Regions from separate parts of the Sus scrofa genome. Here regions 1 and 3 are each linked to region 2. The links are chromatin contacts, called in public Hi-C maps. All regions are on one chromosome and are shown on one strand. Each heading gives the region's core, a stretch centred on a gene start, on an enhancer-like site or on the middle of the called end of the contact. The rest is flanking DNA. Distances are from core to core; before and after follow the strand shown. Region 1 overlaps IL17RD (interleukin-17 receptor D). Region 2 holds the start of HESX1 (homeobox expressed in ES cells 1). Region 3 overlaps ARHGEF3 (rho guanine nucleotide exchange factor 3).

Region 1 (4,370 bases), core at 148-2,647, 130 kb before region 2:
TGGGAACTCCAGGAAAATTAATCTTAAAGCTAGTTTTGATGTAGGCAAGCTTTCCATAAACACATTCTTTGAATCTTTCAATTCTCTATCTCGTTGTGATGTGTAAAGCATCAGGAGATGCTATTAAGTGCACATGGTCTTTGCCCCATGGGCACCAAATTTGAAAGCAGCAATTCAGGGGACGAAAGACACACCACACTGTGTGCAGAACAGATGGAAAAGAAAAGAGCCACACAGAGAAAGGCACCCAGCAAGTTTGTTTGAGAGTGGAGTGTGGACTCTATAGTCAGGCTCTTCTGGGTTCAAATCCCAGCTTCCTGCAGCCCTTTAACCTCTCTGTGTGTGACTCCACATCTGGTAAGTGGGGATAGTTAAGATGAAATTTTTTGTAGGGTTGTTATGGAGGTAAGCTGCGTGAATGTTTGGAAAATATTTAGAACAGAGCCTAGCACATAGATGGTAAATGAGTAAATAAACTTCCTAGAACGAAGTAACCTCAGGGATACTGCTTCATTTTCCTAATCAAATCCTAAAAAAGACAGCGGCCACCCTCCTGATGACAGGTACACAATGGAATCATTTCATGCTCTACCCTTCACTTCAAAACCAACTTAAACTTTTTACTCCTGTTTTTTTAATCAAATGATTTTTAATACATGGCTGTCTTACAGTACCTTCAAAAAAAAAAAAAATCAACCATCATGTCTACTCCATTTTTATTTACTTTTTTTTTTTTTTTTTTTTTTTTTGGTCTTATTGCCTTTTTCCGGGGCTGCTCCCACAGCATATGGAGGTTCCCAGGCTAGGGGTCTAATCGGAGCTGTAGCTGACGGCCTATGCCAGAGCCACAGCAATGCCAGATCCGAGCCGCGTCTTTGACCTATACCACAGCTCACGGCAAGGCCGGATCCTTAACCCACTGAGCAAGGCCAGGGATGGAACCCACAACCTCATGGTTCCCAGTCAGATTCGTTAACCACTGAGCCATGATGGGAACTCCATCATGTCTACTCTAGAACAAGCCAGAAATGGGTGACTCTGTTTAGATGAATGCTACATGGGCCAAACTTTAATTCTAAAATTTGCTATTCTGGATGCTTTTCTCTTTACCTTGCTAGTTTCACACTAGTATTTCATGAACTCTTGAACATATCTCTGTCAAAAAGTCATTAAAAGCAAGAGAAATATCTCCCCATGGGAAACAGCCAAGACCATACTCACTGCGGGTTCTAAAGAAGAAAGGGTGATAATTGCTTTCGTTTTTAATGGAAGGAAAAGGGACAATCTTGACAAAGTAATCTGTTTCAAATTTCATATTCAGGAAAGGCTGAGATTCCATTCCCTAAAAGGGAACAAAAACACATGTGACATCACGGAGAAATCACCCAGCCCTCCACCTACACACGAAAGCTCCGGTCTTCCCCGGGGGGGGGCACCCAGACACAACACAGTTCCAGAGCTGGGGGATGTATCCCCTCGGTGAAGGAAGGGAGATCTCTTTTCTGGGTCAAGTTTGGGTTTGGACCCTCAACTGAAAAGGAAGGTGGGCAATTCTGTTCTTTGGCAATGAAGCCGGGGCTGAAAGTTGGTGGGGAGGAGCCCATATCCACACCCGGGGGCACAAAAGCCACCTTCCAGGAGGGCTGCTCCAGCGTGTAACCTGAGAGGCATGTCTGTTTACCACTGAGAGGTGCTGGAGGGTTTCTGGGAACAGGGAGCAGGCTTGCCCACCTTGGCAGGGGGGTGGACCCCACAGCCCCTCCTCCTCCAGTTTCATGGGCTTTCAATAGACCATTCAGCCCCCAGAACAATGGGGTGTCTTCAGGAGCACATTCCCCCGTGTGTGACTTACAGCTCTTTTGAAGCTACTGTTGAGCTGCTTCGGGTCCTTCAGAATCAGTTGTTGGCACTGTCTTCCTTCTGACTTCAGCTCCTCCAGTATTACCCGAAATCCTTTTAGGAATTCGATGCCTAAGCAGAGCAGAATGCTTTTATTAAAAGTGAACCTAATTACTTAGAATGCACTTTCCTTCCTTCAAGATTACTGTCCTCTCCACCTACACAACAGAGTTAAAGGAATTCTTACTCCAGCCAGAATATCTGAGTTTACAGAAAGGAATAACGCATACCCTGCATTCCTCTGTAAAAGGCCAGGTGATTTTCTCTGTCCCACCATTACTATTTCATTAACCTCTAATCCAGCCAGCCATTTCACAAACGCCCCTTGCCTCTATGACATTAGGGTTCAGATATTTAGACTCAAGTCACAGTCGATCATAAAAGTCTGCAGTGGAATATATAAATTCTAGGTCATTAAACAACGTGTATTCAGCTAACAATCATTCCCCGTGCTGTCTAGGGGTTCCCCCCAAACCATGTTTCTACTCCACATTTCAGTCCTATATTTGCTGGCATGTTTCGTAGAAAATTCCCAACTAAATATATGTCTGCACCCAAGGGGCTCCTAGACTTGAGATTCAATAGTTCAGGAGAATGCCTATGGGATTTACAAAGCGGTTCTGGCTCTAATCACGCCTGAAAGGCAGACACCCAAGAGCTGCCCAGTGTGTGCTCGTCATACGGTCTCAGAGGCCCCAAGACGCCCACAGCGCCGCTGAAAGGCACTGGCCCTGCCTCCCACCACCTGAGCTTCCCCTGCTGCACGTCCAGCTATATGCTTTCAAAAGGATTAAGTGCTGCTGGCCACGAGAGCCAGGCCTGGGGCTTCGTATCCCATGGAGACTAAAGTGGTCCAACTGCAGCTGGAGCTCCCTGAAGCCGGCCTCAATTGGCGAGATATCGATTTCGCATTCTTTCGGAATACTAGACAAGGAGACGTTTTCAACCCTTCCCCTCCCAGGGTGAGAGTAATTACACAGGATGCAATTAACCAGGTGGGAAAATTATCAATGGCAAAGGCCAGGGAAATCTTTTTCTCTCCGGAATAGGGTCTCCAATCCTTGTAATTATTTGATGAAGAGCACATATGTTATGGTGGGAAGGGCAAAAGAGCTACAATTAGAGCTTCGTGATTTAGAGGGTCAGAGGACAAGAGTATGCAAGGACTGACCCTGCCATGTTGCATTTCAAGTACAAAACTCCCTTGCAAGGGTGCGCGCTGGCTGACCCACAGCCCGAGATTTGGATGTGCTGACAAGATCCAAGGTTTCTGACCAGCAACTATGTAGTAAGTCTCACAGGAACTTGTCTTCTGAGATCCCCCCAACCTCCTAAAAAGATTTTTAAACAGATCCTCATTATATTTATACTATAATTTAATTCATGCGATGTCCCCAGAACTGTTTAACAAAAGTCAGGTGATTAATACGATTATAAAACTCCACATCTCACAATTACATAAAAATTCATCAGCTGGGGTGGAAGTGAGTGATCCTAGTTTTTATCTTGAAAAGAGACCTGCTTGGAAAGCCACTCTACAAAGCCTGGCAGCATAAGGAGTGGCAGTAAATGTAAATCTTCTATCTTAGTAACACCTTTACTACAATATCATTAACATCTTGTAGTTATATAATGTTTAGCAATTTTACAGGGCAGTTTCTCATTAAGGAACTTATTCACTCCTCATTATTGAACTCATTAAATTCTCCCAACCACCATAAGAGGAAGGTATTATTTTTTCCGTTTTATAGATGAGGAAACCAAGGTGTATACATGCGTAATGACTTGCCCAGGGTCACACAGGGATTAAATGACAGAGCTGGGATTCAAACCCAGAGTGCTCTTAACCCATAACCATAAGCTTTTCTGTCTCCCAAGGAGTCTCCTTGATAGAAACTGATAGAACATGTCCAGCCATCCCCACTCACAAACCAACCTGCAGAAAAAGCACACCCTTCTGACCTCACTGTTCCACACGTCAGTTTTCTTCACATCTCTTACTTTGAGTCTAAAGAGGGAGCCTGCAACTTGCTGGGTCAACCCCTTAAGCGTTTAACGTTTAACCTTATATTGGAATAACCACTTCTCTTTTATCTGCCGAAGATGTTTTTCTTTTTAAATGTTAAGATAATGTTATTTTTGGAAAACCCACTAGGTTCCAAGCCAGCAGCATTTACTTGGGTAAGTAAGTAAGGTGCACAGGTCTGATCCATCCTCCCTGTCTCTGCACTCACCTCTCCCACAGTCTGGTTCCTCTGAGATTTCTCCCATTCAGATTAAGAATTCAGACTATATTCTACCTTTCCCTTGGCCAGATGTTTGCTTTTTTTTTTTTTTAATTGTAAGACTGGATAGCAATGTCAAAGGAGGAGACCTGAGGACTAGGTTTCTGATGATGATAACAACAGCCACGGTTTTTTAAAAGCTCTCTTTAGAAATGCACCGTGTGTCTAATTCTTAAAACAAACCAA
Region 2 (4,279 bases), core at 718-3,217:
CTTAGGCTGATTAAAATTAAATTGGTTATCAAAGGAGACTGTAATTCCATAGCTTTAGGGAAGTTTTACAACAGGAAATATAATCATCTTTCCGGATGAGCAGAGTGAACAGTAGCATAAAGCTAGAGGATCCAAACAGAAAGCCTTTTAAGATCCTTTCTAGCTTTATAATTTGACTAAACTGCCTCTCCAACCAACTGTATGTCAATTTGTTTTTGTTTGTTGTGTTTTTTAACCAGCTGAGCCTGGCAAGAATTCCTTGCCACCAGATAATTTAAGGGCCTCCTGAGAAGCCTTTACAAAGATACAGCTTAGATGCATGGAACATACAAAGCAAGAAACCATTTAACTTTGTGATAATACCCCACCCAGATAATTCAGATACCTAAGAGAATTTTTTCATTGGAATTATTTGGTTTGGCCAAGCTAACTGGCCAAACCCCTTCAGTTATACCATATAACTACTCTTCTTTCTTACACTTTGTTTTCACTTGTCACTTATTCCTGATTCTTATCAACGGCAACTAGCTTTCTTCTCCTTCTTTTATAATCTAATCACAGTTCACCCAAGAATGTTTCTTACCTTCAAAGTCTTCCTTCTTTACAGTCAGGATGCATGCCACTGTGCTGAGGAGAAATGTCAAAGGGCAGAGTTGTGTTGCTGAGATCGGTACGATGCTGGGTATATCCAAGCAGCTGGGAACCAATAACACCGTGTAAGAACTGACAGCAAACCACTTTTCAGAAACTAATCATCTATTCTAGAGGGTGACTAGTGGATAAAAAAATGTAAAAGGAGAGTCCTTATTGAAAGCTTGTAACACTAAGGATAACTCTGTGAAACCATACTGCAAGACTTCCTGGTAAATATTTAAAACCCGATTTTATTTTTCTATCATGAGATTGTGGGACATTTTAGTTTAAAACTGCTTAACTTCCAATCTGGTTACTGTGTTTGGATTTGTTCGTTTATCTGGATTTGTTCTAATTTATTTGTGGAACCAGGTAACTAATCTTTATTCAATAGTTTTTATATTTCTTGAATGAAAATGGAATGGATTGGTGGGATGAATGGCTAGATATTTACAAGACACTAATGATTTTGCCATTCTCTCTGTATAATGATTTTTCTAAAAGAATCTGTATGGCTTCTTATAACCCTACAGAAGAACAAACAAGGCAGTGTGAGGTTGGGAAAAATGATAAAGAGGCAGATCTAATACAGATCAAGTTCTAGAGTGGAGCTTCACTTTTCTCTCCTTTAAAAAAATTAGAGGCTGAAGAAGCGATCTAAAGATTCTTCCAAAACTTTAACAGAAATGCGAATCAGTTATTAACATAATAAACCAGTGTACCTTGATTTTCAAGAGATGCCTTCATTTGTGATTAAAAAAGTAAATAAATAAAGTCTGAATTGCGGCGTGTCAGCCTCTCAAGGCCAGGTAAGAACCGATGAACTAGCAACAAAGGCGTGCTCTTAACTGAAAATACTGATACCCAAGTGCCCAGAAAAAAAATCTTTTCTACTGTCCAAGAATTACCGGGAAGTCAGGTTGACACAACTTCAGATCTCCCAGACATCTGAGTTAGCCAGCACCATTTTGTTGGAGAAGGGAGACTGGAAGCTTGGGGCAGGGTTTGTAAAATTATAATTTAAGGAAACTAAAGAAGGCGCCGGCAGTGAGGCCTCCTTCATGGTCTCTGATGAAAAATGGTGGGGGATACGTAAAACTGCCCTAGGTTCCCGACTGTGGTCCTCACTCTAGGTTCCTAGGGACGCACGGGGAAGACTGTCTACTACACTTCACACCCCTACGCGAGCAGCCAGGGTAGGTGCTCGAGGTGTGCAAGCTGCTCCGCTTTCGACCCCTCAGCGCCGCCTTTACCGCCTCCACCGACTCCACTGTCTCCTAGGCCCGTGATCTGCGCAGAGCTCAACGCGGGGGAGCCTCCCTCCAACCCCCCACGCTGACCGACATCGCCGCGAACCAATAAGCGAGTGGGGAGGTGGGGCAGGCAGTCCAAGGGGGCGGGATTTCCCTCACCGCCGCGAGGCCTCTGGGCGCCAGGCGAGGGCGGCAGAGCCAGCTAGAGAGGGCGGGTCGGGGTCAGCTGCTGAAGGCAGGCGGGCGTAGGGAGCTGTGGGCGGTCGCCGCGTCTCCTGCCGCCGCCCTCCCTCCCTCCCTCCCTCCGCCACGATGCCGGGGATCGACAAGCTGCCCATCGAAGAGACGCTGGAGGACAGCCCGCAGGTAAGGCGCGGGCAGCGGCGGGCGGCGAGGGAAGGAGCGGGGCCGGCCGACCCCAGGCCTGGCGTCTACGCGGCCGCAGGTGCCCGCCCTGGTCCAGGTGGGCGCCGTCCCCCAGTGTTCCCGCTGGTCGCGGGCCGCGCCCGGAGCCGCCGAGCCAGAGCCGTCCTCCCGAGGCCCGTCTCGGCCTGCGCCCCTAAGCCGAGAGCCGCGCGCGGGGTCTGGGACGTCCGCGGGCAGCGACTGAGCCGCCGTCGCCTTGGCTCGTGGGCCCGGCGGTCACGTACGCCCTCGGGGCTCCCTTGTATTTGACAGAAGGTGCTTTTTTGTCGCCGTCTTGTGAGGTGATAAATCTCAATACTGGTATTTTCCCCCGAAAACCTCCTCGGAGAAAATGCAGAAAAGACCCTGTAGACTTCATGGTTTCTGACCAAGCTAGGGGAGGAAATGGATAGTTTTTCTTGGGGAGATGCTGAAAGACTCTTGATTTGCCGGTGTGGAGAGGGCAAAGCCGGTCACGGGTCCCAGAGCCTCCCGTGGCCGTGTCTTGGCGGTGAGTGTAGCCGCTGTCACTCGGGCTGTGCACGCCGAGTGATGGACGGCGCCTTTGAGGCTCCACCACTGCTGCGCCCTCGTTGCAGACTTGGCCCTAATCAACTCATCAAAATAAAAGCCCTGTGTTTTGTGCTTTGGGGATGATGCTAGTGCGGTTGCTGTAGTTTAAAATAATCTAGGAAAACATAACCATTACTTAATGTTTTCGGTACTGAAGAATGAAATCAGCTATAGTAAAAACATGTTATGTTGGTGGGGCCTGTAACTTGCATTGAGAAACTTATCGCTAGGCCTGTCTCTTACACAGTAGGGGTTTAAGATGATGTTGCTGTTTGGCTACCACTTAGAATGAAGAAAATTTTCTGAAATGTTGTTCCCTTAGAACTGCAGTTGCACATATTTCTCGAGTCTTTGACAGTTTAATAGGACTCGAAAAGAAGGGGAGGAAGGGACTAGATCCCCCTTTTCCTGTATGATACGTCTGCCATGGATATTGTGCTAGTTTTGATTGCCAAGTTGAAGTTGGGTTCTGATTGTGGAATTGATTTGTTTTTTTCACAGCGAAAGTTATCTTCACAGACCAGTTGACTGCTGGTAATGTACTCTTATCCGCCTATGTTGACAGAGAGAAACCCACTTCTTGACTTCCAGAATAGATGGTTCAAATGCTTCATGATTTCTGTAGTATAAAGTTATAAGCTACATTTGTTTCAAATGTTTAGCAGAAATTTTATGGGATGTATTGGTCAGGTGCACTTTGTCATTTTATTTTATAAGACTCAACAGGTTGCCTTGCCTTTTTTCTCTTACCTGGCCTGGTTTTTATAGCTCATAAAGACTACAGACTACTCAGAATGGGTTGCACAGTGCCCTAGCCATGACTTAGGAGGGTGTAATCTCTTGACTCATCTAATTTCTTGAACTCTTCACACAATTAGTTTACAATTTGAGCATTAAGTGTTTTCCTTCTTTTATAAGCATGTGCCATATTGGTATTAGTTTTATGGTAATTTTTAATGAGATAGCCACATTGGTATTCTTTTAATTTTAGGAATAATAAATTTGAACTTAATATTTATTTGGGAAATTAATTGGGACGGCTGTGGTTTAGAAAGGGAAGCAATTCTTGGGGCAAAATAGAACACCCTGGATTCAGGATATAAGGGTTTTAGTCTTTACTGCCACTTAATACCTTCTGTTTTAGAGCAAGTCACTTAACTTCTCTGAACCGCAGCTGTTATATAGATAGTAAGTATTTTAATCCCTGTACCTGATTATAAAAATAATAGTTGTTTACTTCAGAAAAATTGGAAGGTACAGAGAAGTTACCTGTCATGTACCCAGCAGCAAACTGTTAACAGTTTGCTTTCTTTTTTCTAGTTTTTTTCTGTTACACATTTTAATGTGATTGAAATTATATTATGCATAACAATTTTTATTTGGCTTAACATTGTAGCTTAAGTGTCTTCATACAT
Region 3 (4,005 bases), core at 1,190-3,689, 240 kb before region 2:
TTTGGTCTTTTCTAGGGCCGTACCCACAGCATATGGAGGTTCCCAGGCTAGGGGTCAAATCTGAGCCGTAGCCACCGGCCTATTCCAGAGCCACAGCAGTGCCAGATCTGACCTGTGTCTGTGACCTACACCACAGCTCAGGGCAATGCCGGATCCTTAACCCACTGAGCGAGGCCAGGGATCAAACCCAAAAACTCATGGTTCCTAGGCAGATTCATTAACCACTGAGCCACAACGAGAACACCTGCATTTATTTTACTCAGACCCTTTCCTCCCCCATCTAGTCCCCGTCTTAGCTCCACCTGCACACTGCAACAAGCAAGAAGCTGTAAAATCTCAAATCCAGTCAGTCTTCCATCTCTGCATCCCATTTCAAATCTTTGAAAGGTTCCATATCTCATAAAATAAAACCCAAGATTTAAAAAAAGTTCAATTAATGTTCATAGCAACACTATTCATAATAGCCAAGAATGGAAGCAACCTAAATGTCCATCGACAGAAGAATGGATTAAGAAGATGTGGTACATATATACAATGGAATACTACTTAGCCATAAAAAAGAACAAAACAATGCCATTTGCAGCAACATGGAGACAACCATACTGAGTGAAGTAAGTCAGAAAGAGAAAGACAAATACCATATGCATTGCTTCTATGTGGAATCTAAAATATGACACAAATGAACCTATCTACAAAAAGACCCACAGACATCGAGAACAGACTTGTGGTGGCCAAGGGTGAGAGGGGAGGGAGTGGGATAGACAGGGACTTTGGGTTAGTAGACGCAAACTACTACATTTAGAATGGCCAGTCTCTTGGGACAGACCATGATGGAAGATAAATAAGAGAAAAATACACACACACACACACACACACACACACACACACACACACACGACTGTGTCACTCTGCTATACAGCAGAAATTGGCACAACAATGTAAATCAACTACAGTTTAATTAAAAAATAAAAGAAAAAAAGTACAACTAAGTAGACCCTCTAACCAGTACACCCATCCCCACCCCACTTACCCCAGACCTCTTTCCCGGGTGCCCGACCCAAGCAACCCTACACCAGGCCTCCAGGACCACCACCCGTCCCCACAACACCGTCCAGACCTATGATGCTTGGTTCTCTCTGAGCAGCTGAGTCAGTCCCAGTGTCACCCTTTCTAAGCAGCCTCCCTGACCCCCACAACCTCCACCAGGGTATCCACTACTCTATTGATTCCCCAACTCTCAGCTCAGACTTCTGACCTATTCACCCATGTACCCTATGCAGATTTCCTTCAGGGCAGGGTCCGCATTTGGTCATTTCTGCTCAGTCCACGGCCTGAGAGCACTGGCTTCTTGAAAGGGGGTACTATCAAAAGTAAAAGCAACTCATGGTGAGTGGGAAGAAATGCTAAAAACAAACACTGCCCTCCGACAGTGGCAGCTTAGTGGCAGGCTTGTCTGAGCAAGAAGGACCAGGGGAGAGTGAGGTCTGGCAGCCTCTCCATAAACAGGGCTGACTCCACACAGGGCCTCCCCTGGGCAGGTTATCACAGGAACTCAGAGGAGCTGTTTGTGGGGGCTTTTTCCACATTGTCATGTGCCCTGCTCCACAGAGAGGGACAGCTTGAGAGTAAAATGAGAGGCTCCAGCAGGAAATGGGGGTCCGGTGGGGTGAGTGATCCCAGCAGCCCCCGGCACCCCCACCCCACTGCCATGTCTTTGTAATTATCAGAAAACCTGGAGGGTTTTACATTTTCACTCCTCCAGAGGCCCCATGTTCCAATTTAAAATTCCTGGAGATGCTTCAGCAGGAACTTGTAAAGCCTTCATGTTGCAAAAAGGCAGGCTCCTTACAAACATTTATACATGTGTAAGCAGCCTTACATGCAGGCTCTTCTGGCCTGTTTCCTCATTTCAAAAACGAGGTAGACAAGACTTAACTACCTCTGATGTCCTGAGTCTACAGTATATGATGTACAGTTTTGTGTTTAAGGTTCTCAAGTTATTTACACAAATGCCAAATTGATCACATCACAAACTGCTGCTCACTTTGCAGTGCCAAATTTTTACAGTCAGCCTGCACTCAGACAATTGAGAAACAACCATCCTTCTATTCAACCCATAGAACTACACAAAAGAAGGCAAATACTCTCTGCGCGCGCACGCACACACACACACACACACACACACACACACACACACAGCTAGCGAAATCAAAGAGGAGGCCCTCCACTCAATCATTTGGCAAGGCTGTTACTTGGTAACAGATACTGTCCAATATTTACAAATATTCATGTGACTGAGAAGGTGGCTTGGCTTCTTCTCCTTCCGGTCACCCTGCCTTTTTTCCTTTCTCTCTCCAAAGCCAAGAGCAACACTGGCTTGACCCGGTTCACTTCCCTGCTTTCGTTGCTGCAGGTTCCCCAGAGCAAAGACCGTGTCCAGAGCTCTGAGGATGCTGTGAGCTCCTCCCTGGCCTCAGCCACAGGGGCTCCCTCCATTGAGGCCTCCACAGCCAAGCCCCCAGGCTGAACCCTGCAACCCAAGGACCTCACAGACCACTCCTAAGCCATCTTCACCACACTCCAGAAGAAAGCCGGCAGCCAGCCCTTTGAGTTTGCATGATTTGGCTTTTAACTCAAGCTGTTTCAAGGAATGGCCAATTCAAACCTGGCCTGCCTTTACCCTCTCTTCCAACTGAGAAATTAGGCATTTCGGTATCCACAGGAAGTCATGTTCACGTATATATACCCATGGGCATGCAAAGAGTCCTATCCTTTGCAGATACCACGAAACAGACCCACGTATCCACTAAAACGTGTTGTTCTGGGGGCTCAAGAAGTTTAATGTACATCCATGGGGGAGAACCTCACTGAGTTCTACTACTATGAAATCATCAGGACTGACTTCTTGATTATCTAAGACTGAAGTTTTGTATTAGCTCAGACAACAGATTAAATACAACAAGGATTTTGAAAGGGTTTTTTTAATTATTATTATTTTGCTTTTTAGGGCTGCACCCTCGGCATATGGAGGTTTCCCATGCTAGGAGTTGAATCAGAGCTATAGCTGCCAGCCTACACCACAGCCACAGCAACGCAGGATCCAAGCCACATCTGCCACCTACACCACAGCTCACGGCAACGCCGGATCCTTAACCCACTGAGCGAGGCCAGGGATCGAACCAGCAACCTCATGGTTCCTAGTCGGATTTGTTGCCCACTGAACCATGACGGGAACTCCTGAAAGGTTTTTTTTTAAATTAAGTTTTAGTCAAAGACATTTAATGTATCACAAACCATTCTTACCTATGCAACAAATAAGTTACTTTGAGAAATACTGCCAAAGAACATACTAATTCCAAAAAGAATCTCCATGTGATGGGAAGATATGTTCAGGTTGTGTCACACTTCCTCCAGTTAGTAAAAAATAATGAGTCTTTATTGAGGTGCACATAACATTCACATAAGCAATAACAGAAATCACTATGTGTGGCAATCTTAATCCATAGTAGACAAATCCTGTTCTGTCCATGAGTCTGAACCCCGAGACTGCCATACACTCTTTGAGTGGCCTTGGGCAAATGACTTAACCGCTCTGAGCCTCTGCTTTGGCCATAAACGGAGACTAATAAGCAGAACATAAGTTGCACATAATCATAAGTTGGTTGTAACAAGTCAGTGAAAAAAATCCCACCAAATCCTTAGCCTAGCACATGGCCTATGGAAAGTGTTCCAAAATCATTAGCTATTGTGTAGATGAATCTTATCATTACTTACAAAGAGCTCCCCACATAACTTTAGAAATGATTTCTCAGTATATCACATACACACTTGCAATGGCCAGTTAGAGGCAGACACACAGTAAAACCAGGGCAGGACCCTCTTTTTTCTTAAAAAGAGCCTCCCAAATTATACATGTGGCAGACCCCACAAAACCGGGATCCTCCCCCGATAACAAGAAACAACAGATGTTCACGGTACATCCCTCCCCATTTCCTCCCTTCCTCA

The links. Hi-C and Micro-C count contacts between places; a contact is called where the count stands out from the background.
Region 1: a Hi-C map of omental adipose tissue shows a contact between it and region 2, with 2.7 times the contacts expected there. The contact joins the enhancer-like site here to the promoter of HESX1 in region 2. A contact is called at or near these places in 1 of 5 promoter capture datasets (fetal skeletal muscle), 8 of 47 Hi-C or Micro-C datasets (embryonic fibroblasts, epiblast stem cells, fetal skeletal muscle and 4 more) and 1 of 2 datasets of contacts at active chromatin or transcription factors (skeletal muscle).
Region 3: a Hi-C map of fetal skeletal muscle shows a contact between it and region 2, with 4 times the contacts expected there. The contact joins the enhancer-like site here to the promoter of HESX1 in region 2. A contact is called at or near these places in 3 of 5 promoter capture datasets (fetal liver, fetal skeletal muscle and liver), 15 of 47 Hi-C or Micro-C datasets (alveolar macrophages, brain, embryonic fibroblasts and 10 more) and 1 of 2 datasets of contacts at active chromatin or transcription factors (skeletal muscle).

The regions. Positions count from the first base shown.
Region 1 is chr13:38,952,969-38,957,338 of Sscrofa11.1, forward strand. It overlaps IL17RD (interleukin-17 receptor D), which reads right to left. Exons shown (of 13, transcript XM_021068996.1): 4 at 1,853-1,971; 5 at 1,222-1,342. Among named protein-coding and RNA genes, the nearest start is that of ARHGEF3, 30 kb to the left of the region's middle. Within about 2 kb of position 1,398, at least 9 of the 83 cell types and tissues checked have an H3K27ac peak or open chromatin away from gene starts, as enhancers often do. A contact at or near this core is called in omental adipose tissue, where this site is marked.
Region 2 is chr13:39,086,959-39,091,237 of Sscrofa11.1, forward strand. It overlaps HESX1 (homeobox expressed in ES cells 1), which reads right to left and starts at 1,968. Exons shown (of 6, transcript XM_021069007.1): 1 at 1,887-1,968; 2 at 584-696. It overlaps APPL1 (adaptor protein, phosphotyrosine interaction, PH domain and leucine zipper containing 1), which reads left to right and starts at 2,199. Exons shown (of 22, transcript NM_001134966.1): 1 at 2,199-2,252. The coding sequence starts at 2,199.
Region 3 is chr13:38,843,277-38,847,281 of Sscrofa11.1, forward strand. The region is part of intron 2 of ARHGEF3 (rho guanine nucleotide exchange factor 3); the gene reads right to left. Among named protein-coding and RNA genes, the nearest start is that of ARHGEF3, 80 kb to the right of the region's middle. Within about 2 kb of position 2,440, at least 16 of the 83 cell types and tissues checked have an H3K27ac peak or open chromatin away from gene starts, as enhancers often do. A contact at or near this core is called in fetal skeletal muscle, mesenteric adipose tissue, retroperitoneal adipose tissue and 1 more, where this site is marked.